6 separate regions of the Mus musculus genome follow, and all the other regions are linked to region 1. Evidence: chromatin contacts called from public Hi-C, HiChIP or PLAC-seq and promoter capture Hi-C data. All regions are on one chromosome and are shown on one strand. The core of a region is the stretch at or near the end of the contact, and the rest is flanking DNA. Distances in the headings are between cores, read along the strand shown. Region 1 holds the start of Atg2b (autophagy related 2B). Region 2 overlaps Setd3 (SET domain containing 3). Region 3 holds the start of Bcl11b (B cell leukemia/lymphoma 11B). Region 4 holds the start of Ddx24 (DEAD box helicase 24). Region 5 holds the start of Ifi27l2a (interferon, alpha-inducible protein 27 like 2A). Region 6 holds the start of Ppp4r4 (protein phosphatase 4, regulatory subunit 4).

The links. Promoter capture Hi-C pulls out the DNA fragments that hold promoters and counts their contacts. A called contact is a pair of places that touch in the nucleus more often than the background predicts. HiChIP or PLAC-seq counts read pairs in DNA pulled down with a chosen protein or histone mark.
Region 2: a contact with region 1 is called in an H3K4me3 HiChIP or PLAC-seq map of forebrain, with 8 times the contacts expected there. The contact joins the enhancer-like site here to the promoter of Atg2b in region 1. A contact is called at or near these places in 4 of 39 promoter capture datasets (the 3T3-L1 cell line, cranial neural crest, frontonasal cranial neural crest and 1 more) and 4 of 115 datasets of contacts at active chromatin or transcription factors (double positive thymocytes, embryonic forebrain, forebrain and 1 more).
Region 3: a contact with region 1 is called in a promoter capture Hi-C map of hippocampal neurons, with 9 times the contacts expected there. The contact joins the promoter of Bcl11b here to the promoter of Atg2b in region 1. A contact is called at or near these places in 1 of 39 promoter capture datasets (hippocampal neurons) and 6 of 115 datasets of contacts at active chromatin or transcription factors (astrocytes, embryonic forebrain, embryonic hindbrain and 3 more).
Region 4: a contact with region 1 is called in a Hi-C map of B cells, with 6 read pairs. The contact joins the promoter of Ddx24 here to the promoter of Atg2b in region 1. A contact is called at or near these places in 2 of 39 promoter capture datasets (the C10 cell line and pre-B cells) and 1 of 484 Hi-C or Micro-C datasets (B cells).
Region 5: a Hi-C map of B cells shows a contact between it and region 1, with 5 read pairs. The contact joins the promoter of Ifi27l2a here to the promoter of Atg2b in region 1. A contact is called at or near these places in 1 of 39 promoter capture datasets (pre-B cells) and 1 of 484 Hi-C or Micro-C datasets (B cells).
Region 6: a promoter capture Hi-C map of pre-B cells shows a contact between it and region 1, with 2.3 times the contacts expected there. The contact joins the promoter of Ppp4r4 here to the promoter of Atg2b in region 1.

Annotation. Positions count from the first base shown.
Region 1 is chr12:105,683,527-105,687,033 of GRCm38.p6, reverse strand. Atg2b (autophagy related 2B) reads left to right here and starts at 1,793. Exons shown (of 42, transcript NM_029654.4): 1 at 1,793-2,365. The coding sequence starts at 2,204. Gskip (GSK3B interacting protein) reads right to left here and starts at 1,682. Exons shown (of 3, transcript NM_178613.3): 1 at 1,576-1,682. The coding sequence starts at 1,589.
Region 2 is chr12:108,117,766-108,121,272 of GRCm38.p6, reverse strand. It overlaps Setd3 (SET domain containing 3), which reads left to right. Exons shown (of 13, transcript NM_028262.3): 7 at 2,109-2,167; 8 at 2,917-3,031. Among named protein-coding and RNA genes, the nearest start is that of Setd3, 60 kb to the left of the region's middle. Within about 2 kb of position 1,907, at least 26 of the 459 cell types and tissues checked have an H3K27ac peak or open chromatin away from gene starts, as enhancers often do. A contact at or near this core is called in forebrain, where this site is marked.
Region 3 is chr12:108,001,548-108,005,054 of GRCm38.p6, reverse strand. Bcl11b (B cell leukemia/lymphoma 11B) reads left to right here and starts at 1,641. Exons shown (of 4, transcript NM_001079883.1): 1 at 1,641-1,969. The coding sequence starts at 1,912.
Region 4 is chr12:103,423,898-103,427,404 of GRCm38.p6, reverse strand. Ddx24 (DEAD box helicase 24) reads left to right here and starts at 1,558. Exons shown (of 9, transcript NM_020494.4): 1 at 1,558-1,626; 2 at 2,808-3,507. The coding sequence starts at 2,813.
Region 5 is chr12:103,441,894-103,445,400 of GRCm38.p6, reverse strand. Ifi27l2a (interferon, alpha-inducible protein 27 like 2A) reads left to right here and starts at 1,721. Exons shown (of 4, transcript NM_029803.3): 1 at 1,721-1,774; 2 at 1,890-1,919; 3 at 2,408-2,569; 4 at 3,018-3,235. The coding sequence starts at 1,768. The coding sequence ends at 3,091.
Region 6 is chr12:103,530,820-103,534,326 of GRCm38.p6, reverse strand. Ppp4r4 (protein phosphatase 4, regulatory subunit 4) reads right to left here and starts at 1,762. Exons shown (of 25, transcript NM_028980.3): 1 at 1,585-1,762; 2 at 183-256. The coding sequence starts at 1,707.

The DNA of each region.
Region 1 (3,507 bases), core at 544-3,043:
CACCAAACAGAGCCTAAAGTCCAGTTCAAACCTCCTAAAGCCTGATACACAAGGTCCTGCTGGGACTTCCCACCCAGCTCTGTTTATAGTACAGAGAGTACTGTCATTATTTACTTGTAAGGTTCAGAGTCTCTTTGAGCCAGGGTCTCCCCATGTAGACCAGGCTGGCCTTCAACTTAAGGAGAGAGCCATCTGCATCTGTTTCTCTAGTGCTGGGATAAAACTGTGTACCTGATGCCGGGTAAGCATGTCTTATTAGTGTCAAAATATGCCTAGACCCAACCGGTTCTAGTCTTCAGGGCTTTCCTCCAGGCCAAACCACAGAATTTGGATTACTGCTCTGTCCTTCAGCACTGCCCTGGCTGTTTTCACCTTTGGTCTTCTAAGCCCAACATTCCACTATTAGCAACACTGTAGTTAGCAGTCTTAGGCCAGATTATGTAGCATTTCTTTTTATTTCACCCAGAGCAAAAGTTCCATCATTCCTTGCGATGGCTACACTCCTTCCTGTCTTCCCTCCTCAAATTCCTGGTACTTACCAAGCATTACGCATGTGGTAAGCCTTGCAGGTGGTGTTCTTATCTGAAAAATAACTCAGACGTTCATGTATCTTTCTACCTCCAAGTCTCCAACTAAAATATCATCTTTTAAAAATAAGAGGCCCTTTCTTACAAAGCACATAAAGACTCCGAATGGTGTGTGGTGGTGCAAGCCTGACATTTCAGCATTTGGGAGACCCTAATTTCTAGGGCAGTCTGGGCCACATAAGTTCAAAGTCAACCTCAACTACCTACCCAGTGAGAGACTGTCTCAAAACCCAATCCAACTAAACCAAAAGAACCCATTTTGAGGATGCCCCATTCACGGGCCAGAATTCCTTAATTCGGTCTCCTCAATCCAGGACTCGGTTTAGGTTCCTTCCCGGCACACGTCATTTCATTTGCCTCAATTTTCGAGTTTATGATATTAATCTGCTCACACCTGGCTGAGGTGGCAATGTAGGCTCAGAGAGGGTAGCATAGGTTCAAGGTGGCCCAGTGTCAAGTGTCAGGAATCTAACCCAGGACAGCAGACTTCCGGGCCTTTAGGGGCTGCCCTCCTAAGGAGCCAGCTGCGCCTCTTCACAGACTGTCTCCCTAAAAGATAAAAATCGGGCTGCGCAGAGCCTGCGGAGAGCACAAAGTCTTCCAGGAGGCAGCAGCCCCTCAGCGGGTCGGGAAGCGCCAGGATTTAACAGAGGAAACCGTACTGCCCGCAATCGCCCCGATCCCAAGTTTCCTGGTCGTCGGCGTGGCGCTCTGCAAACGGCAAACTACTAGATGCTTTGCAAACAAAGCCGGCAAGGGGGTGGGGGGGGGGGCAACCTGATGACAATAGGCATCGGTCAGAACCCGGACAGAAACGCCGGGTCTCCAGTCCTCGCCCTGCATCCCCGCATCACTTCCCGCAGGACAGCCCAGGCCGGACCCGCCCCCAGACCTCCGTCAGCCCTAGTCCGGGCGTCCGCCGGCGCCCACCACCCGGCCGCGACTGCAAGGTGAGGCTCCACGGGCCGCAGCCAGCCCGCCCACTCACCTGCGAGCGCCCATGTTCTTATCCTTCCTCGTCCGGAGACTGCTGGGGCCAGGATCGCGGCGCCGGCACCACCCCCGCCCCCGCAGTTGCCCCGCCCATTCACCACCGGAAATGCTCCGGCCCGGACTCTTTTTTTCCTGCCTTTCCAGCCCCGCAATATGGCGTCACTTCCGCTTGTGCCCGTTGCTCGAGTACGTGCCGGGAGTCTGGGTCTCGCGAACGCGCCAGGAGCGTGTCTCAGGCGGGAGCGCGCCCAGTAGATGACAACAAATTAGTCGCGCCGCGTCGGAGTCTTGTCTCGCCTCAGCCGCCAGCCCTCTCTGTCTGTCCCTCTGTCTCCCTACCGACGGAGCGCTTCGGAAGCTCCCGGCTTGGGGCGCCCGGTTCTGCTCAGCGCCCAGTCCCCGCCGGGCCTAGTGCGAGCGTCGCGACGCGGGCCATGGGGTTGCCCTGAGGGACGGCGGCGCCGAACCGACATGCAGCGGCCACCGCGAACCTAGATCCCCACCGCGGCTTGGGGACGCCGCCGGGCCGACCCTGAGGCGCTGCCGCTGCCTGGAGCCCAGGTCGGATCCCCCGAGTCGCCGCCGCGTGCAGCCCCGGCTCCCTCGAGCCGCCAGCCCTCACCATGCCTTGGCCATTTTCAGAATCCATCAAGAAGAGGGCCTGTCGCTACCTCCTACAGAGGTACCTGGGCCACTTCCTGCAGGAGAAGCTGAGCCTGGAGCAGCTGAGCCTGGATCTGTACCAGGGCACCGGGTCCCTTGCCCAGGTCCCCTTGGACAAATGGGTAAGCTGCTGTCAGCCAGCAGGGGTAGGAACTGGCTCTCCCCAGGGCGAGACCTGAGCGACTGTCATCCAGCATCGGGCACGTTCGGTTCTCCTTTGGGAATTGTTTAGATTCAAGTGTGGCCCGGCTCAGGGAAGTGTGTAAAGTGTAGCAAGTTTGCGCTCCTAGATCACGTGCTCCGGCTTAAACGGTGTAATGGAGGCACACACGGGGCGAAACAATCGAGTCATTGGTTGGGGGGGGGGGGGGGCGCTTGTGAGGCAGGCCCAGGAAAGTACGTGGCCACCCTTGCCTCTTGGGCTGCGAGTGTCTGCGGTGTTCCTAGGCAAACAAACCCTATTTCTGTGGATGACGTTAAGAAAAATTAAAGATGAAGAGGAGGTGACAGAAATCCCCAGTTATTTATTTTGGTCTGGATGCTGGTATATTTGCGTTTGCTGGGTTGGTTGTCTTCATTCACTGAAAGAAAGTTAGGCGAAGGCCCCTCTTGCCAGTTTGCCTGCTCTGCTTGCGTGAGGTTGTGAATGGCCCCAGTAGTGCTGTTTAGATTTGCCCTTTTGCTTCACGTGATAGATCGACAGGTCGTAAACGCAAATGTTGCAAAAGCTCGGGAGCCGAAGCCGCAGCGTCAGCCTTTTTTTAAAGAACCTGTTTCCTCCTAGAGGCTGTGAGTTGACTTCACCTGAACTTTGAGTATATTCAGTTCGCCAGAAGCAGTTGTATTTGCATCAGTGGGCTAAAATGCCTACTATTTTACTTAAGGCCTTGGGTTTGTCGAGTCTACTCTTTTTTCGAAAAGCTTAAATTATGGAAATTCCTTGACAACTTGTATTAAGAGGTATGACACAAGGTAATTGTAACGAAACTAGGTGACTTAAACCAGAGAGCACACACAAGTTAGTTTAGACAGCTCTAGTTTGAGTAACAGAAAGACCTGCCTTATACCAAAATAGTCCTAGGCTTTCACAGTCTGCCGAAAGACAGGTATAGTAGTTAACCCAAGTTCAGTTATCATAAAAGGACAGTAGAGTCCATGCCTCGGGAGAGCTGCTGTTCTTTCCTATCAGCAAACGGGATTTTTTTTTTTTTTTTTTTTTTTTTTTGGCCAGGTTTATTATGTAGTCCTAGCTGCCCAGACACTT
Region 2 (3,507 bases), core at 658-3,157, 2.4 Mb before region 1:
TTTAATGATTTTATCAGAACTGTTAGGTCATGCAGGATATATGCAAACTATTAGAAGGTGCACATTGGTTTAGCCTTCCATCTTCTTAGTCCTGGAGTGGCCATACATGTTCTTGAGGAATCCAAGATAAAGAAACTCAACTGTTGGAAGAATGTTTAAGTGCTTTTCAAAACTGAAAACTGTCAATTTTTTCCCTTATTTAATATCAGCCTTTTGTGGGGAGGGTGTTAAAATTTTATTATTTCTGAGATTTCACATAGGTATTTACCAACTTTCAAAAGGCCATAGTAAATTCCATAGTTTAAGAGAATTAAAACATTTTTTAAAAATAAAATTTTTGCATCTTTTAGACTTTGGAAAGAGAATTTGGGTGTGCAAAGTTTTCAATCATAAGATAAAATGAGATTTCACTTTATTACAAATGAAAGGAAAATTGGTCAATAGAATCCGTTCTCCTTACTATTTTGCAGTTTGTCTCTTCTTACCAGGTTAGTTTTGAGAAGAGGAAAGGGCCTTATGGTGATTAGTATGTTTAAAGGGAAATCTGGACTCTGTCTTGGCTAAATGTGATAAGTAAGAGGAAGGCATACCTCGAATCCTCAGAGCACAGGCTCCAGGGCAGGCCGGTGGGGCGGGGCTGACCTCCCCTAGCATACCATTTCCTGAACCAGACTGGAAGTGCCCTGTCATGTTCTGTACGTCCCCTTAAAGTCTCTTATTTAATTGCACATTGCTAGTACAATATTCATTTTATCGCATTGTGATTTATTTATGTTGAGGCAGGTACTAGCTAGGTAGCACAGGCAGGTCTCACATTTCTGATCCTCCCATCTTAGCCTTTCAAGTGCTGGTGTTTACAGGTATGTACAGATACACCTGGCCCAACATGCATCTTAAAGATTATGTAAATACAGTTTTACATTTTGACTTTTCTTCCAAAGGCTTAAAATGAGGCTATAAAGAGAGGAGAAGCAGGCACCTGGGAGCTAACACCCAGTTAGCCCCTTTTGTAATATATAATTTGTCTAAGATTATGCACCAAGGACAAGCTTTTGTTTTTCTGAGTGATTTACGGTTTGAGCCACTTCTGCCTCATTCCCTACTGCCCTGCGCACAGTACCAGCCAGCACAGTACAGGGAGCGGTGATGAATTGCAGTGCACTTGCCGTGCCGTACCTGGAGTTAAAACTGCTGCGTGGAGCCACACTAGCAGGCACACGATCAGCTTCCGCAGATCTGGTCTCCAGCTCAGAAACAACCGTTTGTTAATCTGATCACTTAACTGCAATCTGTCTCAGACTGTAACTGAAACTTAAGGTTAAAATCACACTGTTACAGCTTTAATTCCTTAATTGAGACAGAGTTTTAAGTGCTTACAGGTCTAAGGGGTAGGGCATTATAAAAAGGGAATGTGAAGCTATAAAATTTTCTTCCATGTGTAAAGTTTTGGATATTTTATCAAATGTTCTTTTGTTTAGAGAAAAAAGTAATTTAATGATTGTCTGTGTTATCTTTATCTTACTTGTATAATTTACTTCATTCTCTCACAAGACTTGACTTTGCTTGATTTCCTGTGTTTGATCCACATTTACTGTGTAAATAATTCATTTGCACCTAAGTCGATTGTCATCAAGTGTTATTAGAGAATGTGAGAGTATTTCCAACGTACTAGAGGGTTTGTAAGTGTTGCTTCTTGTGACATACAAAGAGAATAAAATCTAGCAGAGCATGAGACCCCGGGAGAGGCAAGCCTCCCTATTGGCTTTGCAGGCTCCATGTTCCCTCAGAGCTCGTACTCGTAGCAGAGGGTGTGCCTGCCTTTGTGCAGCAGTCCACCTTACACTGTCTTGTGTGGTGTCTGTGGGTTCCGGATGGAAGTGTGAAGGAGCAGATTTATGGCGGCCGCTGGGCACAACAAATTAAGTTGACAGTGATGTATGAGGGCACAATAGCACACTGATCCCTCAGTTGCGCGGCTGGACGCCTCCTGCTTCATTTGGCTCTTGTTAGGATCTGTTAGCAGCTAAATAATGAAATTCTGTTGACTGATTTCTGTTTTCTCCCTTTTTTCCCCCCCACCTCTGCTTCCTAAAACCGTTGATTCCCAGACCCATCCTCATGCCAACAAACTGCCCTTGAAGGAGTCTTTCACTTACGAGGACTACAGGTTTGTGAGGGCGCTGTGTTGCGGGTGGTTTCTGAGGATCTGGAAGTGAGGGCAGCTCGGCAGCAAGTGGCCTGCTGCGACCACTTACAGTGTTGAAATAGGGCGGTCTCAAAAGCCAGGGTGAGCGGCTTCGATAAGCACTGGCGTTTTGACAGCTGCCAAGAAACCGCTGTGAACCTGTAATGCCAGTAGCTTGCCTGAGGTAGCCAAGGGGCGTTTGGGCTTAACATTAGTGTTAAGTGTTGCTAAAGGACTTTTTCTCTTTTAAGTAGATTAACATTAGTGTGAAGCAGGGATTCTTTGGAACATAGAGCTAACGGACTGTGCTATGTAATAAAAGTGCCGTGTTCCATGCCTCGTCCACACCGTGGAGGGGTCTGTTAGAGAGGAGAAGCAGCACCCACTGGTCGGTCAGTGAGGCTCAGAGCCCTGCCTACCGCTGAAGTCAGCGTTTGGGTGAGGGGGAGCTGGCTTTGGAGAGAGCAGTTTCATCACCACGTAGGTTGAGACCCCTGCTTCTCCTAGTTCCTTTGCATACTCGGTGGGCTGTGTGCAGGCTTCCTTTCCTGCCATTCTGCCCCCTCCTCCTCTCAATTCTGCCTTTAGTTCTAAATGGTACAAAAAAGCCTGAAAACTGGCAGCCACTCACAACCTCAATTTCCTAATTGAGTGTGTTCTTGTGGGGGTGGCTTTTCCACAAATTTACTCTTAATTTGTTTATTTTATTTTATTTTATTTTTTTGTAACAGGTGGGCCGTCTCATCAGTTATGACACGGCAAAACCAAATTCCTACAGAGGATGGTTCCCGGGTGACCTTGGCTCTGATTCCTTTATGGGACATGTGCAATCATACCAATGGCCTGGTAAAGATCTCTTCCTGGGGTTGAGGCTGGGGGCTGCTGAGCTTCTGAGTGCATATTCTCCTTGGCTCCTTATTCCCCTGCCAGCTCTCTCCAGGACAAGCAGAAGCAACCCTTGCTCTTCCCTGCCTGCCTCTAATAGAAGCTGGGTGTCTCTTCATACTGAAGACTGAAAACTCCAATCTTAGAGCACTGTGAGAGACTGCGGCGACTGCGTTTGTATGGTCTGAGCCCCAGCCCCAGCTCTCACAGTCATTTCTTGTCTCACTGGACCACAGGCTCAATGGGCCACTTTGCTTTTTATTCTCTTACAAGTAGGAATTTATTGAAGAAAACCTTTCATCTTTCTGTCTCTCTCTATGGCTCTTTCTTTCTGTTCTCTGCTGACTCCTTTCGCCCCTTGCCCTGCTCTGTTCCTCGGCCACTATGGTTTACCTGCTTTGCTCTGGAGCCTGTGTATGGCAGGTGTGTGTGCTAGG
Region 3 (3,507 bases), core at 392-2,891, 2.3 Mb before region 1:
AGGCGGCTCTGTCCTTCCTGGTCGGACAAGCAATTTCAAGTCCGATCCCGGGCGATGGAGGAGGGGGACGACTTCCAGGTTGCAGAGATTTCACGGAGGGAATTGGGGGGGGGGTCGCCGCTACGAGGCACCCTCCTTTCCCAGCGCTGACCACGCCCACTTCTGGGTCTGTGAGTCCCAGACTTCTCCCACGTGGAGTGCCCCCCAACCCGTCCCTCTAGCGCGTGCTTCCCAAGGAGACTAGGGTGTGGGGGCGGGGCAGTGCTTGACCCCTAGGAGTTAATGGGGCCCAGAAGGGCGAAGAACCCTTCTGGAATGGGATTCAAACAAAATGTGCCCCCCCCCACTGTGCCCCTCAGTATCATTAATTTTGTTGTTTGAGACGACCAACCCCCAACGGTTTATATGGAGACACTTTTTTGGAAGTTTCTACAAAATGCTCCCCTCTCCAAATAAGTAAAACCAACTGTAACTACTTTTCTAGAGAGTGAAGGAAAACAATTTTATCTGTCGCCTCAGTCTCCCCCAGCCCGTGGTTTCCAGCCCTCTTTCTCGAGTGGGTGGGTTTGGACTTGCTTGGACTCAGTGTACCTCAGTTACTCACACAGCACTCCGCCCCCTTTCTCAGGGAGTCCGGCTCCCGGGGGAGGAAGAGTGAGTGGGGACAAGATTTTATTTTATTTATCCCCCCCCACCCTCTTTTGCGCTACCGGTGCTCGGTGATAAGACCAGCTTACAAAAACAGTAGTTTGCACGTGTGGCCGGCCGGCCTGGGTTGCGGGTGTGCGCACTGGCGAGTGTGTGTGAGTGCGCGCGCGCGTGTCTCGGTGTGTGCTTTCTTGTTCTCTTACAGGGTACAATGTTAAAAAGCCACCGCTAGTCGCCCCCAGTGCTCCGACTCTCTGGGTCTTTTTGTCTCTAGAGCAGATTAAACGTCACGTCCGCACTTGAACTTGAATTTTATCCCATTGTACAGAGGCAGCCCCAGCCACAGAGAGACCGAGAGCTCCCGGAGAACCCGGACTCCGCCATCTTCACGTTGCAATCTATAGCTCCCGTCCACGCCCGCACCGACCCGGGCGCACTGGGCGAGCCGCCCCGCAGCCCCGCTCCCCCTGGGCCCGCGGCGCCGGGCAGCGCTGGGGAGCGCACGCGGGGACCCGCAGCCCCTCCGGCCGGCGCCAGCCTGCCAGGTGACCCGGGAAGGAGCCGCTCCCGGAGTCCCCCAGAGCCTCGGAGGGGTCAGCCTCCGAGAAAGAAAAAAAGCAGGCAGCGCGCAGAAAACCCAGAAAGAGCCGAACCAAGGCAGCTTTTCATTGCTTTTGGGTTTTTGAGGGGGCGGGGTGAGGGGGTACGAGACAAGTCCCCAAGTTTTCTTTGCCTTTTTTTTTTTTTTGGCTTTTTTGAAATTTGTTTGCATTTTTTCCTCCCCCCTCCCCTTGGGTGGAAGTGCGCGTTCCACCTACCAGACCCCGAAAGAAAAGTGTCAGAGGCCGGTGCAAAACCCGGCGTAACTTCAAGAAGACATTTACAAGTCTAAGAGGCCAAGCACTTTGAAGAAGTGTGAGAGATATTTTTCCTCCAAAAGAATATATTTTTAAAGAAACCGGCCAGCCAGCGGCGAGCAACAGCAGTTTTATAATTTATTTTAGCCTTTTCTCTATTTTAGAGCAAGCCATCTTCCTGGCTTTTTCTTCTTTCTTTTTGCAAAAACAAAAACAAAAACACAGCCCAGAAGAAAGAGCAAAATAAAGACGAAGAAGAAGAAGAGGAGGAGGAAGAGGAAGAGAGGAAGGGCAGAGGCACCAACCCGGGCGGAGGAGGAGGCGCGGCGGCGGCGGCGGCTCAGACCCCCTCCCCGGCCCGCATCTGTGCAGCTTTCCGGGCGATGCCAGAATAGATGCCGGGGCAATGTCCCGCCGCAAACAGGGCAACCCGCAGCACTTGTCCCAGAGGGAACTCATCACGCGTAAGTGTCTGCCGCACGCGCGAAGGGCCGGCGGCTGGGGCTCCGGGCGCCCGGGGCTGGGGACACCAACCCGGGAGCAGCGGCCGAGCGTGGGGTTCTGGGAAAGTTTCTCTGCAGCCGGGGGCAGCCGCCGCGGGCTCCGGGCCGGGGAGGGGGCGCGCGGGCTTGCAGGCGGCTGTGCGCGCCGAGCCCGGCCGGACGCTCGGCCCTCCAAGCGGCGTGTGTGGCGGCGGCGGCGCTGGTGGCGGGGTTTGGAGAGGAGGGGGAGGGGGCCGAGGAGTGGAGGGGGAGGGGGAGCCGGGAAAAGTTGGCGAGCGCGTGGGTCCGCGCTCGGAGGAGCGGGCGGACGGAGCCCCGAGAGCGCCCTGGACCCAGGGACCCGCAGGGGAAAGGGATGGCCGCGGGCTTCGGGTTCCCGGTCGCTGCGCCCCGCCAGGCTGGGCGCCGACCGCGCCGCTGCTAGGATTCCGAAGCCGCCGTCCCCTCCCCTCCTCTCGCTATTTGCAAAAGAATCCAGCTGCGCAGCTGTTTGCTGTGCTGGAGCACCCCCTCCTCATTTCCCCACCTCCGTCTCCTGGGACGGTCTTGTCTTCTTTCCCCCCCCAACTCAAAAAAAAAAAAAAGGTGTGGGGGGGAGGTTTTGGGTTGGTGAAAAAAAAATCCCCGCCACGAGTTAACAAAAAAGTCATGAGTGGGGAAAAAAAAGGGATGCTCTTATAACAGTAAAAATGAAGAGAAAGAAAAAGGAAGGGGAGAAAATACCTATCATCCTCTTATCCATCTTTCTATCTCTGTATCTTTCATCTTCCCATCTAAATAAACAAGGCAGGTCGCGGTGCAAATCCGCCGGATTTCAAGCAAGTGGAGGGGCTTGCAAAGTCAGGCAGCAGGGCAGACTCTCAGCAGCTTCCACCGCCCCAGCTGGGTTCATTTAGAAAAGAAAACGCCAGCGCGAGCCGCGCAGGTACACAGTTCTCCCAGAGCCAGCCGGGTACCCGCGCTGCCACCGGCGAGGTCGGCTTGCAGAGCTCTGGGAAGCCCCGGCCGCAGCCTGCGCGAGTCTCTCCCCCGCGGGTTTTTTTTTTTTTTTTGGTCGCGGTTGCTTTTTATTTATTAAATTTTTTATTGCAATAGAAATAAAATTTCCTCTGGGTGCCATCGAGACCTCAGGCAGGTTGTAATCTTGCAATCCTTCGCTCACCTCGCTGCGTTGGGGCCGGGCTCCCGGCTCTGGAGCTGGAGAAGCCTGTGAATGACGGCCGCCGCTGAGGACTGGCTGCCCTGCAGTCGAGAGCCGAATATTTATGTTATATTTTAAAGAATTTAAATAAATAAATAAATATATAAAGGGGCTCTCCCCTCCCCTCCAACCCAGCACAGGAGCCATCTGCTCGAAGCTATTGCTGTTCCCTCTCTCCTTTGTTACCGCAGACACCTTAGTAAGAATTTGTGCGTTTATTATTATTATTATTATTGTCGTTGTTGTTGTTATTATCTTGTGGGGCATATATATTAAAGTGAGGTTCTTAGGAAAGGGA
Region 4 (3,507 bases), core at 309-2,808, 2.3 Mb after region 1:
CCCATTTTGTAAGCATATCCTTTTACAATTGAGTTTCTGAATTCTGTATTTCCTGCTTTATTAACCACATTCAGATGTGTAGTTTGTAGGATTTCCTTTACTCTTTTTTAAAAAAGATTTATTTTATTTCATGTATATGAGTACACTTAGCTGTACAATTGTTTGTGAGCTTTCATGTGGTTGTTAGGAATTGAATTTTTTTTAGGACTCCTGCTTGCTCTGGTCAACTCCCCTTGCTTTGCTTGCTCCCTCCCAAAGGTTTATTATTATAAATAAGTACACTGTGGCTGTCTTCAGACATGCCAGAAGCAGGCGTCAGATCTCATTACCAGTGTTTGTGGGCCACCATGTGGCTGCTTGAATTTGAACTCAGGACCTTAGGATGAGCAGTCAGTGCGCTACCTGCTGAGCCATCTCACCAGCCCCTCCTTTATTCTTTTTAACAAGATATCTCTTTTACGTTTTTAGGTGTATGTCTGTGCACCACGTGTTTGCAGCACCCACTGAGGCCAGAAGGGGGCATCAGATCCTCTGGTCAGGAATTATGGATGGTTGTGAGTTGCTATATGGGTGCTGGGAACTGAACACAGATCCCTCGGAAGAGCAGTCTGTGCTTGTAACCACTGAGCCAACTCTCCAGCCCGCCTTTTTTCCCCTCTCTATTCAGGGTGGTGTGCGGAAGCATTTTTGTTTTCATAAAAATTTCATGCATCTCTTTTTGCTCTTGTCTATCCTTTTGGCGTCTTGGTGAAAGTCCCTTGCCAATGACAACACTCTGTTATCTAATTCAGTGTTAGGTGTGTATCTCATAATGCTGACACGGAAAAAAAAAAACTGATCTAAGTTAAGATATAAAAGAATACATTTTCAGGTCTTCGGAGATGGCTCAGTGGGAAGCGTGCTTCCATATGCATGGAAGACTAGTTTATTTATTTTTTTAATTTATATGAGTACATTGCAGCTGTCTTCAGACACACTAGAAGAATACATTGGATCCTATTATAGATGGTTGTGAGCCACCATGTGGTTGCTGGGAATTGAACTCAGGACCTCTGGAAGAGCAGTCAGTGCTCTTAACCTCTGAGCCATCTATACAGCCTCTAAGACTAGTTTAAATCTCCAGCACAAACATCAAAAAACAATCAAACTAAACAGGCAAATGTATCGTGACCAGCTCTGTGCAGTAGGAAAGGCACTACGAACTGGAGAACATGGCTCTTTCAACCCAGGGTTAGGTGGTTTATAAATTAGGTAAGGAAATGTTTTAAGGCTCCAGGTAGTCAGTTACTCATGCATGTGGGACAGCTACTGCACACAAACCAGACAGCGATTACCCGGGCGCTTGCGCTCCCTAGCGTCCAGGAAGGAGCTCCGAAACATTGCCTAAACCATAAACAGGAAGCGTAACCTAGGCCACACAGGGCCCGCCCCCCAGCTCAGTCCTCCGAGTTCCAGCCAAAGTCCTGAGAGAGTGCCAATCAGATAGACGCTTCCGCACAGAGGCGGAACTTCCTTCCTTAGCGCGCACGCGTGCCCGGAGCTCCGCCCCGGAACTGCAGTACTGAAGCTGCTGCAGTTCCGGGTCGGGTTGGCGCAAACGGCCCGGCGTGTGAGGTGACTGCGGCGGTGAGTGCTCTTTGTGGGTTCGGAGCGGAGCAGGCCCTGGCCGGCTGCGGAGGGGCTCCCCGGTGTCTTCGAAGCATCGTGGCTCACCGGTGTCCCCACAACCTTGGTTGCCGGTGGCTCATGCTTTGCTGTGGGCATCAAGGCCCGGCAACCTCCCTTGAAGCCCTCGTGGGACTCTGGCAGAAGGCACAGGTCACTCCCCCGCGCCCTATTTCTAGTGACGTTCCCTTCACCTTGTCAAGGTGGGGCCGAGGTGCGGCGGGGGTCGGGGGGTCGCCGTGCGTCCCATGCCATCCTCACAGACGCCATGTTAAGCGGTTTTTGACGTGCGTCACTATTTCGTATTCAGATGAGGACCCAGTGCGATAAATATCTCATTATCCTCAATTTGTAGATAAGGAGACTGAGGCACAGAGATGTGCAGCAAACACCGAGCAGGATCCAGATTTGAATCGAGTTTTGCCTTACTCTCTCCACAATGTCCCTTTTCATTTAGAGAGGACCCATGTAGCGCCACTTCCACACAGATGAGTCGTGCATACTCAGACTTTAAAGACAGGGTCTTGTGTAGCCAAGGCTGGCTTTGAGCTCCTGATCTTCCATCTCCATTCCTGAGGGCAGGATACCGGCTATGTACGGTTTTACGCAGTGCTAGGGGGGGTGGAACCTAGGACTTGACGTGTTTCAACCTATCTGGCCAAGGCCAAGATGATGGAAATGGCACTTGTCTTGTTCTACCAGGGAAAAAAGCACGCCGTATCTCAGATTCTTACTCCGTGTTCAAAATGGCTTATCAAGCCTCTTTTGATACTTATTTTGTGTACAGTGTAAAATTAGTTATTATTAGATATTATCACACCCTTCTCATTTAGAAAGATTGTAACACTAAATTCTGAGAGGAGGTGGGTGGGTGGGGGTTGCATACAAAGTAAGTGTTGGAGCTAGGATCCTAACCAGAGATAGCTCATGTGTCCTTTACTGCCTGTGTCCCCTCTGCTCCAAGCCAAACTACCTATTCTGTGGGTGTGTTTCATTTTCTGGATTTGAGCATCTCCTCTATGTAAGTTAAGCCATCTCTGTGTCCTTGGCTGTTTGCAGGGTCTAGTACGTTTTAGGAAAGCGTGTGTTGCCCTAGAGCCTGTACCCCACAGTCACTAACCCAGAAGAACATTTCTTTTCAGCAACCATGAAGGTGAAGGAGACAAACTCAAAGCCAAAGTTGGCAAGCCGTGGCACGTTCCAGAGGAAGGGCATCAAGATTGTGGGGAAATGGAAGCAAGTGACGATCGACCCGAATCTGTTTGCAGATGGACAGATGGATGACCTGGTGTGCTTTGAAGAGCTGACAGATTACCGTTTAGTCAAGAATCCCTCCCGTTTGTTCTCAAGTGAGGAGACAAAGAAGAGAAAGGCCCAGGCTGTTTCAGAAGAGGAAGAAGAGGAGGAAGGACAGTCCAGCTCCCCAAAGAAAAAGATCAAGTTGAAGAAGCAGAGAGATGCGGCACGAGCTGCCGAAGGCGCTGCTGCCCAGAATGAGTATGAAGTCAAAGCGTCCGAGCCAGAGGCTCAGGGAGAAGTCACTGCTTGTTCTGATCAAAAGGTCGGAGGAGCCAAATCAGAAAGCCTGGCCCAGGCTGCTCCAAGAAAGAAGAAAAACAAAGGGAAAAAAAAATTGGATACTTTTCAGAGCACTTCCCCCAAATTGCCCAAAAAATCGAAGAAGACATGGATGGCTGAGGTGCACGACCAGAAGGCAGATGTGTCTGCCTGGAGGGACCTGTTTGTGCCCAAGGCTGTTCTGCGCGCTCTCAGCTTCTTAGGCTTCTCTGCACCTACCCCAATCCAGGCTCTGACTTTGGCCCCTGCCATCCGTGACAAACT
Region 5 (3,507 bases), core at 472-2,971, 2.2 Mb after region 1:
TGGGATGTCTTTAGCCCTTATAATAGCTATTCAATGTGCCTGTCAACCTAAAATCTTGGTGTCGAACCTAGCTCATTGAATCTGGGAGTAATGTGGGGGATAATAGAGCAGCCTTGAGTGAGTGTTTCTACAGAAATGAGTCAGGTTCTAGGGCAAATCCTCTAGAATATACAAATACCTGGCCGCCACCAAACAAAAGGGGAAATACCTTCAGTTAGCATCCAGGATATGGATGGCAGAGGCTCAGCCCTCCCACTTAATGTTCTCACTGATACACAAACACGTAAAAATATAATATATGTGTATATGTATATGTATACATATATATGCATATGTATGTATGTATACATCTATGCATATGTATATATATGCATATGTGTGTATATGTGTGTGTGTGTGTGTGTGTGTGTGTGACCCCGACTTAGAGTGTTTCTCCCTGGAAGGTAAGGCCCATGGACGTTCCCCCAAGCTTGTTTTCCCTGATCTCTAAAAATACAGCCAGAAAGAAGCTCTTTGTTCTCTATAGCCAGCCAAAAGCCTTTTTGTTTCTGTGCCTTACAGCCAGAGATGCAATAATTGTAGGAAGATCTACAAGGACATGGAGATAGACACCTGAGAGGAGGCTGCAGCTCACTGCCTTCCCCCCCCCCCCCCACCAGAAAGGAGCTGTAGCCAACTCTCCTCCCAGCTCTCCTCCCAACTCTCCTCCTCCCAATTCCTTCCTGATAGACACCTGAGAGGAGGCTGCAGCTCACTGCCTCCCCCCCCTTCCCCCCCCCCCCCCCCCCCCGCCAGAAAGGAGCTGTAGCCAACTCTCCTCCCAACTCTCCTCCTCCCAATTCCTTCCTGATAGACACCTGAGAGGAGGCTGCAGCTCACGCCCCCACCCCCCCTCGCCAGAAAGGAGCTGTAGCCAACTCTCCTCCCAACTCTCCTCCCAACTCCTTCCAACTCCTCCCATTTCCTCAGCTAGCTGTTAAAAGCCCCCTCCTGTCAGTGCTCAGGGTCGAACTCCCCTGCGCTGCATGGCAGAGGGACTTCATCCTCAGCTAGCTGATAAAACCTCTTGCAGTTTGCATCAGGTGTGGGTCACTGGGGTGCTGTCCAGCTCATCCCGGGGACTCGAGTGCAGGCCCAGCTTCAGGGGTCTTACATATACATATATATTTGGATTTTTATGTATGAATATACCTTGATTTATGACTGTCTTCATTCTGCTATAAGAAAAACCTTATCAAAATTTTTACTGTGTGGGTACATGACCTTTTGGGTAACCTAAGCTAGTCAGCCAGCCATAGCTCCAAAATGATCTCTCAACCTCTGTCAGGTGAAATGGTGATTTTTGGGCCCACATTATTCTTCCTGAGTTTGTTTATTCTGTAGGTGTTTCTTATTTTTTTTTAGTTTCCATTTCATAGCAAACACAGGTTTTGTCTTTGTAGTCTTCTTGCTCATCCTAGTACTCTCTCTCTCTCTCTCTCTCTCTCTGTGTGTGTGTGTGTGTGTGTGTGTGTGTGTGTGTGTGAAGGAGAGAGAGAGAGAGAGAGAAAGAGAGACAGAGTTCAGGAAAGATGTAAGCAGGTGGGTGGAGGACTGGTTTCAAACCCTCCCCCAGATTGTTTTCAAACTTCCCCTTTAGCTTTCAAACCTCTCAAAGGGGCGGACCCTGTCCCTATTGGTTCCCAGTACAAGCCTCTTCTTCTCTCCCCAGATATAAGCCACTCCCTAAGTTCTTCCTATGCTCTGCTGCTACCAGGAGGACTCAACATGTTGGGTGAGTAGCCCCCCTGCCCCGAGTGAGCTGGGAACGGGGATGCCTGAGCAAAGCCACCAAGAAATCCCTGCCATCAACAAACTCTAACCTTCTCTATCCATCCATCTCTCTATAGGAACACTGTTTGGCTCTGCCATAGGAGGAGGTTTGTCTCTGCTCCTGAGGGTGAGGTGGTGGGGTACCATTTGTGCTTTAGATGGGTACCATTCCTGCTGCCTGCTACTGCTGGATTCTGGAGCTGCCTGGGTGCAGAGCAGGGCCCTGGGCTGTGCTAAATCTACTCTAGGAATGAGCTTAAGATTTCTGCCCAGCTGCCCCTCCAGGCCTCATATATGATGAGCAGCAAGTAGATGAATGTGGAGAAGACAGGGAGCGGCAGCTGCTGAACACTGCAGGGTTGTATTTAACCCTCACAACCCCAGGCCCAGTGAAGGATGATTCTTCTCAAGCCTGGGAACACCACGGCTCTGTCACATCCTCCACTGACCCCTTTGCCTCCACCTTGCTCCCCTTCTTCTTTACTTTGGGATCCCCTTCCATGCTCCTCAGAATAGAAAGTCCCCAGAAACAGTCAGGGAATTGTTGGGTGGGTCATTTCCCTGAGCCTACCTCACCCAGCTCCTCTCCCTACAGCTCTGGCTGTGGCAGGGGCACCTGTGGCCCTGGCTGCCATGGGCTTCACTGGGACAGGCATTGCAGCTGCCTCCATAGCAGCCAAGATGATGTCTGCTGCAGCAATTGCCAATGGAGGTGGAGTTGCAGCAGGAAGCCTGGTAGCCACACTCCAATCAGCAGGTAAGTGTCAGGCCAGGCAAGATGACCAGAGTCCAAGACAAGGATGGTGACACCTTTCCTCTCCCTCCAGCCCCACCTTCTTAAGTGACCTGTGTCTTCTAGTTCTGTCCCTACTTTTTGATTTATTCTGAGTTAGGTGGGGGTGTGTGGGCTTTGGGTGAAAGGTGCTGAATGGCTAAAGTAGGGAGGAGTCTGAGGCATGCTACTTGTGCTCTGAATCTTCCCTGAGTGTTTTTTTCTACAATGAGTACCCCTCTGTCCTGCTATAGAGAGAGCATCTCTGTGGATAGCTCTCTGTCCTATATTCCACTTGGCCCGCATCTGTCTTCTCCTTCTGGTTCATTTTAAATAGCTCTGGCTGAAGCAAAGCCCTAAGGTTCCCATAGAAATTGGGTGGGCATCTCTGAGCATCAGGTCACTGCCTGTCACTGCACTGTCTCCTTCCCAGGGGTCCTTGGACTCTCCACATCAACAAATGCCATCCTAGGGGCTGCTGGGGCAGCTGTTGGAGCCTTGCTCTGAGCTTAGGAGATGACACTTCTATCAGCTCAACTCAAAGCCTGTACAGACTACGCAGGAGATGAAGTTCCAAAAGGCACCTTCAGAACCCTCACTGATGTCAAAGAATGATGAAAACAACAAAGTATATGGGCTGGTGTTCCTAACTTTGCTGTGGTGGCTCTTTGATTGGGGTTCTGGGCTGGGAGTTTTTCAAGGTTTGAGACTTTCCCAGTCAGCCTCAGCCTGGAGATCAGAGGGAGGTAACAGGTTGGCCAGCACACAGTCAGTAGGCAGAGGGCTGTAGGTGGACCCTGCCTTAATGGAAATAATCTGTGTGGTATGAGGGCTTTGGTGGGGGATTGTGGACCTCACTTTATCACTTATTCAAGGTAGGGCAACAAGAGGTTTCTGTCATGAGGCTAAGCTGAGTGGTACCT
Region 6 (3,507 bases), core at 513-3,012, 2.2 Mb after region 1:
GATCCATAAGCCCAAACCTAACATAATTCATAACATAATTGTGATGCATGCAAAAAAGTACCCTGTTCAAGGGGAACAGTCCGTCTGAACACCCTCAGCAACTGAGACATGACATTTCAGAAACAGCTCATGTTTGCCCAACAGGCAAAGGGCAGCAATTTGCAAGAAAGAGTGAGACCTACCTGAGCAGATAAACAGCCCTGTCAATATCACTGAGATCTTCATCAACAGTCAGTCTTTCTATTTCTTCTGGTGTCTGTCAAGGATAAAATGCAAATTAGGCACACAAACATTTGGTCACTGTTGGCTCCCAAAGACCCTTGAAGACCCTATTGGTAAAAATTCACAATTATAGCAATGACAACTAATCTGGAATCTGAGGATTGTTCTACACCATATTAAACACAGATCTCCAGTTGAGTGCTGAGAGGGGGGACTATCTGTACTCTTCTGCCTTATAGACTGTAGGACCTCAATGGAATCAACTTCATTACACATACATACCACATGTGAACATATTTACCTATATATTCACATATTTTTTTGTCTTCAACGCAGTACCCCAAGCCGCTACAACATTTTCCACACTGGGAAATGCTTTAAAGGGGAGTTGAATAAAACAGAAAGGACAAGCTTTGTAGCTCCTGTTGGGAACCGAATGAACTCAGACGGAAAGAAAATCAAAGGCTCTAGAAAGGTAATGAAGAACTGGCAAGAAGGGTAGGGAAGGGGCCCATAAACTAGGTTTGTCATCTGTGAGGATGAGGGTTGAAACCCCACAAGGCTGGAAAGATGACTCTGCGGGGTTGGGGAGCGAGGTAGGGGGGGAAACAGAAGGTTGACTCCCCTCAAGGGGGCTGGGGAGCAGGGTCCCGCCTACAGTCCTGGAGGACCTGGGAGGAAAAGGATGCATGGTGACTCAGGATGGGAGGCAAGGGTTGAGGAGAAGCTTTCAAACCCTAAACTAGGGCGACTCTGGGAAGGGTGCCTCTCCTTGGAAGGTGAAGGAGGCCATGCTGCACGGGGAGACCCAAGCTTGATCTTATGCAGAGGTGGGGGTAGGACCGTGAAAGGATGGGACCTGAGACGTCCGGGCGAGAGATGGAACTAGGGCTGTGTGAAACCCAGGATGGGCCAGCGACCAGAACCTGGGACAGCACCACGGGCTGAGGAGCTGGCTGCGGAGGCTGGCCCCGAGAACAGCGGCTTGGCCGTTCCTGGGGGAGGCCGGAGCCGGGTGGGGCGCAGGGCTGGCCGCAGTCGGGGGACCAAGTCGGGGGGGCCCGGCTGATTCCAGTTAGTCAGGGGCAGGTTGATTTCAGTTCGGAGACTGGGCTGGCCGTAGTCAAGGGACCCAGCCGGCTCCAGTCAGAGGAAGGGACTAGCCTCAGTCAGGAGGCAGGGCTAGCTCTAGCCAGGGTAAGGGACTGGTTCCAGTCAGGGGTCAGGGACAGGCCGACCCTTGGCTGCGGCAGGGAATGAAGCTCTGAAGCGGCTGCGGTGACAGGGCGACTGGCGCTGGAGCGCCGAGGGGCAGTCGGACGGCGGGCAGCCCTGAGGGGAGCGTCTCTCGGTCCCGCGCACCTTGAGGCTCCGGCGGACCGGCCTCTCGATGATGGTGAGCTCCTGCAGGTCCTCCATGTAGCCAAACAGGCTGTTCTGCCCGAAATCCATCGCGACGCCGGCGTCGGGCGGCGGCGGATGCATGGACCGCCGAGGGGCTCCCTCGCCGGCCCGCCCGAGCGGCCCCGGGATGCCGGACGCGCGCAGCCCCGCGCCGCCCACCAGAAGGACTCTCTGGTCCCGCTCTCGGCCGCGGGGAAGCAGAGCAAGAGGCCGCAGGCGACGAGAACACGAGCGCGGCGGGAGCCGGAGAGCAGCGCACCGAGGGGGCGGGGCGGGTGGAGGGGGCGGGGCGGGTGGAGGGGGCGGGACCAGAACAGGGAGCCGCCTCAGCGGCCGCCTCGGCCCCGCCCCCGCCCGGGGTCTGCGCGCGAGGTAGGACGCAACTGCCGCGCAACGACGCTCCCTGGTCCGGCTCCCTGGGCCCCCGCCCCACCCTTATGGGGCGAGCCCCGCCCCTCGGCGCGTGCGCAGAGCTCTCCGCGTCCCCAGGCGGCCAGGAGGCGGGCCGGGGGCGGGAAATGGGCGCGGGCAGGCTGAGCCAATGAGAGTGAAGCGGGGGAAGTGTGCAGTGTGCTGGGCTCCTCTGCACCTGTGAGAGTGACTTTCTGGTTATTTGGTGGCTGCTCTGCTGGCCTGCTTCTGGTGTAGACAAGCCCCTGCTAACTCAACTCCCGGCCTAGGGACCCTCGAGTGGCCAAATCAAGCTGGTTTAGTGCCTAGTGTGTGCCTGAGGATAGGAGACAGGTATATGCGAATACAGTTCTGCAGTCCTGACGTTGGAAGAAGGAAAATGTCCCAAAATGCCTTCTTTAAAAAAAAAAAAAAAAAAAAAAAAGACCTATACTGAATCCTGAAAAATCAATAAGGATTTACTAAGAGAGGTTACAGCCAGCCCTTTCGGATAAAACTTGGGCCATGATGAGTGCAGCTCTTCTTAGAGAACTGGGAGGTAGTGCTTAGCACAGTGGGTAGAAAGAGATGTGTAAGACCTCGGTGGAGCACTACCTTGCTCTTGCTCTAGGGGAGCACATTGATTCAACTCGCTTACATTTGGTTCTAGTCAAAATAAGACAGGGAAGGGTTGGAGAGATGACCCAGTTGTTAAAAACACTGGCTCCTCTTCCAGAAGACACAGTTTCTATACCTAGCGCTACTGTAGGGACTAGTAAACCCCTGAAAGTCCAATTCCAGGGCCCTCTTTTGACCGCCTGACAATACGCAGACGTGCACAGCCATTTACATAGGTAAAAGTGCCACACCTGACACTCAGTTCCATCCATTGGACACAGTGAAAGAAGGGACTGAGTCTTACAAGTTGTCCAATGACCTCCACACTCACTCCATCTTACAGGCATGCACACACACACACCACACACATGATGTCTCAAAGAGTAAGAACACTTGCTGGGCAGTTCTAAAGAAATGAATTCAGATCCTAGCACCCACATTTAATAATAATAATTTTTAAAAAGCCAGCATGAGCCTGTAACCCCCACACGTGGGGGCTGAAGACAAAAGGACCCCAAGAGCTTGCAATCTGCCTTCCACTTCCATGAGAGACCCTACCATGACGGAGAAAAGCAGGGCAAGACACTGGATAGCTTCCTCTGGCTTCTTCATGAAACAAACCATTAGCTCTCAAAGCCAGGACAAAGGGCCAAGGTGCCTATTTGATACATCCAATCGGACCTGGTCTCCAGGTTCTCCTAGCATCCCTCATTCCCTGCCTGTTAGAGGGTATGGCTAGCACACTCTGCCCTCTACCCTGAACTCCCCAGCCCAGGGGCTGCCTGCCCTTCCCCCCAGAGGCTCTTCCCCATATAACCCAGACATCTTGGTTACTCGCCCTATTTGTACCTTTGACCTGGCCGCTGCACCTGG